Regions from separate parts of the Mus musculus genome. Here region 2 is linked to region 1. A link is a contact called in public Hi-C data. All regions are on one chromosome and are shown on one strand. The core of a region is the stretch at or near the end of the contact, and the rest is flanking DNA. Distances in the headings are between cores, read along the strand shown.

The links. A called contact is a pair of places that touch in the nucleus more often than the background predicts.
Region 2: a Hi-C map of CD8 T cells shows a contact between it and region 1, with 4 times the contacts expected there. The contact joins the promoter of Arl6ip1 here to the promoter of Eif4g2 in region 1. A contact is called at or near these places in 7 of 39 promoter capture datasets (cranial neural crest, frontonasal cranial neural crest, liver and 3 more) and 2 of 484 Hi-C or Micro-C datasets (CD4 T cells and CD8 T cells).

The regions. Positions count from the first base shown.
Region 1 is chr7:111,081,697-111,084,396 of GRCm38.p6, forward strand. It overlaps Eif4g2 (eukaryotic translation initiation factor 4, gamma 2), which reads right to left and starts at 1,334. Exons shown (of 22, transcript NM_013507.3): 1 at 1,089-1,334.
Region 2 is chr7:118,128,348-118,131,047 of GRCm38.p6, forward strand. It overlaps Arl6ip1 (ADP-ribosylation factor-like 6 interacting protein 1), which reads right to left and starts at 1,278. Exons shown (of 6, transcript NM_019419.2): 1 at 1,122-1,278. The coding sequence starts at 1,157.

The DNA of each region.
Region 1 (2,700 bases), core at 84-2,583:
ATTTATTTCCGCTCCCAGCACTGCAGCTGGTTGAACTTTCACTGCATTGCAGCCCTCAGAAGACTAAAATAGAACGAAGTCAAAACCCACAAATACACAATAAAACCTGTTTAGCCCCGTGGATTCTCTTAGTATTCAAGGATGCAAAGAACAGCTTTTGTGAGAAAAATAAAATGAAAAAAAATCTGGATGCTGCCTAGGAAGCAGCCGTATTATGGGGCCTTTAAAATTAAACAGAAATGCTATCAAGACCGGCGGTGCTACAAGGGATATGTCTGCGGTACTAAAATGGGTGGCCGGGGTGGTGACAGGCCGGCCAGAGCCTCACTACCCGGTGTTGGGCAGCTTTTCCTCCGCTCGTCTTTATAAGCCCTTCCTTTTACACAGGGCGCGTGTGGAAAGCCGCCGGAAGGCCGGGGCCACAACACAACATGGCAGCAGGCACCTCCGCCCCACTCCGCGCGAACAAAAGAGCAGCGAGTTCCTCCCCCAGGCCCAGGCTGGCTCAGCTTCCGAGCGGCGTCTAGCGAGGGCCCAGGCCTGGGCGGGAGGCGCCCCCTCCGGGCCGGCCCTTTGTTCTCCCGCAGGAAGGCGGCCTCCTGCCCACCCGCCGCCTCCACCATAAATCCCCCGGCTGACAGCGCCTCGGCTGCCAAGGCCCACAAAGGGACCGAGACTCGCTCTTGGCGTCGCCCGAGTGGGACATCCCGCAGTAGGGCCACACACCTCCTCCCCGCCGGGAGGCCGGGCTCCGGACTCGTCCGCCTCGCTGGTCCCGCGCCAACGGCCGGGCCCTGCCGCGGGCCGCGTCCCTCCCGCCGAGGCGCGAGGCCTGCCACGCTCGCACGCTGTTCCCGGATCCCACGTCAGGATCCCGGCTGCGCCCGCCACTCGACCGCACGTCAGCCTAGCTCTTCGGTCGACACAGGAAGGAGCGCGGAGGCCATAGATTTCTAAGTAGCCCAAAGGCAGAGGAAAGGCCGCCCCGCCCGGCTCCGCCTGCGGCCGCCATTTTGTTCCACTCGACAAGAAGCGGCCAGGGGCGGCGGCCATCTTAGAGGGCTCCGCTCGGCGGCGACTCCACTCACCTTCACCGAGAACTCAGCAGCTGCCACCGCAGCTGCCTCCTCTGGATCCGGTCGTCGGGGACGGGGAAGGGAGGGGGAAGGGGAACGGAAAACAAAAAAGGGGGAGGGAAGGGGGAGGAAGGAGACGCGGCCGGCTTGAAAGTCTCAGCTCAGAGGAGTAGCTGCTGCAGCCGCCACCTGGTACCCGCCGCCACCTCCATAGAGCTCCGGCTCGCTGCTGGCGCTGAGGCGTGTCTGAAGCCCAACTTATCACTCTGAGGCGGCCGACCCACTAGAGCCTCCCCGAGTGGCTCCTTCGCTATCCAATCAGCAGCCGGGCTTCCGTCCGCTACCAATCCGCGCAGGGCGGCGGGGAGGAGCCAGCGGGCAAGCTCGGTTGCGGCGCAGCCTCGCCGCAGTGCGCAAAGCCATATTCGCGAAGGCTCTGGGGCCAAGCCAGTGGCGTAAGGGCGGCGGGCCGGCGCGCTGCGGGACTCTTGCGTAGCGCCGGGAGCCCAGTGAGTGTGCGCCGCCGGGCCGCCTGGTCTTCCTGGGCCGGCGCTTTGTTCCGGAGTCCCAGCCTCATGCTTGCATAGAAGAACCTTTTCCTCGCCTCTCCTCCCTGACCCGCCCGGGCCTGGCGTCCTGAGGGCTCGGCGTGGCCTTGCGGCCTGGCCTCGGTTTAGCGTCTGGGAGCTTTGCTGAAGAGAGGGACGTGTGCCCATCGATAGGAATGCGTTCTGTTTGTTGGTCCTCCATCTGCAGAGTAACGAGAAAAGGATCAAAGGAAGGGCTTTGTATCCCAGGCTAGAGGCAGCTTTAACTCAAATGCTCGGCCTGCTGTCACCGAGCTTGACCCAGACAGTATACTAGGCTGGCTTGAGAAGTGTTTGCAGAGCGCGGGCATTTGGAAATTGCAAAGTCATTTTTTAAAGTTTTTCCTTCATTTTTAACAAACATTAAAGACGGGCAGCGCAGTGCTTTCATTTTATTTAAGGGCTATATAGGAAAATGAAGCATTTCAAACTATACTTCCAGGTGGTATTTTAAAAGATGGGTTATGTATGTATGCCACAGTATGCAACATTTTAGCTTTCCAAAAATGAAGGTATGTAAACGAGAAATGTCCCATCTCTGTTAAGCATGCATTTTTTTTTTTCAATAAGATGGGTTACTAAACTAAAGCACGTGTGTTTTCAACAGTCATGGCTTGGAATTCATTCCCAAGAGCTGGGTTTTCAAAGACCCAAACGTAATTTGGCATGTCTTGGTGTTGAAAGCCCTAGTTCTTAAATAGAATTTTCAGCAGACAATTGTACTTTCCTTAGTATTTAAGTCTGCTGAAAAGTGTGGCTTTGAAGGTTTATAATTCTAGTAAACTTAGGTCTTTGCCTTAGAATTAATGCTATTAAATAAACTTTCACTTAAACTAAAAACTGTAAAAACCATTTTTATTTGGGGGTTAAGTGTAAAAAAGAAAAGCATTTTTTAGGAGAGGGGCAATTTTTTTCAATATAAGAGATTTTGCTTTGTATATATAACTTGTATGGCTTTATAACTAGTAGAAATATATACTGTGATATTTTAGTTTTTCACAAGTGATTTACATTCATTATGATACACTAAAGACATC
Region 2 (2,700 bases), core at 28-2,527, 7.0 Mb after region 1:
CCATGATAGTTTCCTTGTACAGCAATTAATCCTCTTATTGAATTGTTTGCTGGTATTGTGTAGGAGGAGTTTAAGGGTACAGGGTAAGCATCTCTATTGTATGGTACTGTGTGTGTGTGTGTGTGTGTGTGTGTGTGTGTAGGGAATTTAAGGATACAGGGAATGCACCTCTAAACACAAATACAAACTGAAAATCTTGCACTAATCAAAACTGTCCCGAAGAATCTTGTCGGCACTTAGCAGTTAAAAAGGCAGGCATTAAAAGCTGATTGCTTTTTTCATTTCTGATATGGCCTGCCTTTTCTGGGGAATGACAATACAGAAAAAAAAAAAAAAAGATCTTTCGTTCTTGCCTAGGTGGGTGATGCAGTTAAAAATTTGAAACTAGCAGGGCCTGGTGATGCGCAACTGTAATCCCAGCACAGGAGGATGACAAATACAAGGCTAGCCTCGTCAAGCTACACGAAAACCTAGCCTTAAAAACCAAAAACAAAGACCTAACCAAAAACAAAGACCTGTAATGAAGCAAACGCGCCCTCTTCTAATACCATCATCTCGTGTAGCTCCGTCAAATCCGTGCTAAATCATTTTTAAAGTTGCATCCAGTCCCGTGAGTCCCTCGCCAGTTCCCAGACAAGTGCCAGGATCCCCCACTGTCCTTTCCGCAGAACCCGTTTTCAGCTTCCTGCGGTGAACTCCAACCAGCCAGCTCCAACAAATTCTGTGTCAGCGATAAACTAATTCTCTGTAGCAGCCCTTTGACCCTCCACCCTTGCGCCAAGTTTTAGGAGAAAAAGAATCATGATTAAAAATAATCTACGGAACATGAGATTAAGATCAAAGGGCAAAACAGGTAGGTCTCCGGCCTGAGCCGGAGCGCTAGACAAGGCCCCTGGCGGCCGAGTGCCCCAACCTGTTACCCAGGTTCCTTCTTGCCACAGCCCCCTTCTCACACTTCCTCACGCACGGCCCAAGCCTTATGGTGCAGGATTCCGGGGGACGTTGGGGATCGCCAGCAGCGACCTCCACCGTGGAGATAAGGCCTGGCTGTCCCTGGTAGTCCACCGAGGCCAGGAGGCCCATCCGGAAACTCCGGGGACAGACTGACCACCGCAACTCACCAGCAGGTTGCTGCTGCGGTTATCCCCCTCCGCCATCGTTCCAGACTCGCGGTTATCAACGAGCGAACACACACTATCCCCCCAACACCAGCAAGGCAACCCGAGCGCGGGGGAACGCCCCGCAGTCTGCTTATATAGGCTAGCTGCCTTTCCCGACAGCCCTCGCGAAACTCGCTCCTCATTGGGTAGACCGCACTCCGGCTTCTGGGAAGTCGGGCCAACCGGCAGCTAGCGCATGACTTGAAATCCAGGTCAAAGGAGAGCGAAACTGAAAGACTCTGACCAATCAGAGTGCAGGGGTGTGGCCCTCGAGAGGCGGAGCGGAAGGAAGCGGTTCAACCGCCGTACCTAGTCTCTCACCCAGATCTTCCTAAATCCTGGGGCCTCTCTAGTCCCTAGCTCTTCTGCTGGAAATCAAAACCGCTCAGGCGCCTGTCCGCTCAGCTGCGCAGGGGATGCGCAATGGCATCCTATGCGGAGGCTGGAAGGGCAAGGACGCTTTAGGTTGCTGTGGCACCTGCTGACTGAAGTATTGGCTGCCCCAAGTGAGCGCTGTCTGTGCCTTCTCCCCAGCTCTGGCCTTTGGAGAACATGGAAGATGCACAAACTCTTAAAGGGCTTCATTTGCAGCCAGTTTTTGGGGGAATCATTTGCGGGGTGCTTCACTTGATAATCTATGAGTACTTCAGGTAGCTAGGGGAGCGCTTCATTCGGAGGGATGGATGAGTAGAGGAGCAATTCGGATGTTGGAGGGCTTCAGACTGATAGATTAATGGATGTATGGGGAAGCCAGGCTAAATACGACCTTCAACTAATTTTAAATTATTTTTAAAAACACTTCGTTCCTTAATTCCCAGGTTCTTTAAAGGCCTTGGAGGTTAAAGAGAAATGTGAGAGATCACATAGTGCTCCTAAATATGCCTGGTCCCTTCCTGGCCTATGGTGGCTCTGTCAAAGGGGCATACAATTTGTCATAGAACTTGTGGAAAGTACTAGAAGGTACAGACAACAGTTTTGACCAGGAAGGACGCTCATTGTGTGTGGGCGGGGCGGGGGGGGGATATTATGACTTCGGTTGATACAGAAATCATGTCAAAAATTGTAAAGCCTGGAATTCCCTCCTTCTCCTCAGTATTGAGAACAAAAGGACCCAAACAGCTGCTACCAAGCAATGAGGTGCCCATCTTGGTGGTACCAGGAGCAGTCACTTTGCTAAGAGAGGGCAGAGTAATAAGTTTTTCCTTGGCAACTTGGCTACTGCCCCAGAAAGCTTAGTTTAGTCGGTGTTCCCAAAGTAAAATTTAAGTTTAGGCCAGTCCCAGGTCCCAATCCAGCTCTCACTAACCTTCCAAATGGCTCAGAGGTTACAAACACCTCTTTTTCTACCACAAAGTGACCTTTTGAAATGTGTCAGAAGATGAAGCTCGTAACACAAATCTTCCTCAGAACTTTGGCACTGCAAATGAAGAAGATCTTTGCAAATACTCTTCTTCTTTCAGAGCTTTCACTCACAATTAAGGCTCTGCAGTTTTGTTTTAAATATTGCTAAAATTAAGCTTCATGCATTTTCTGTGTAATC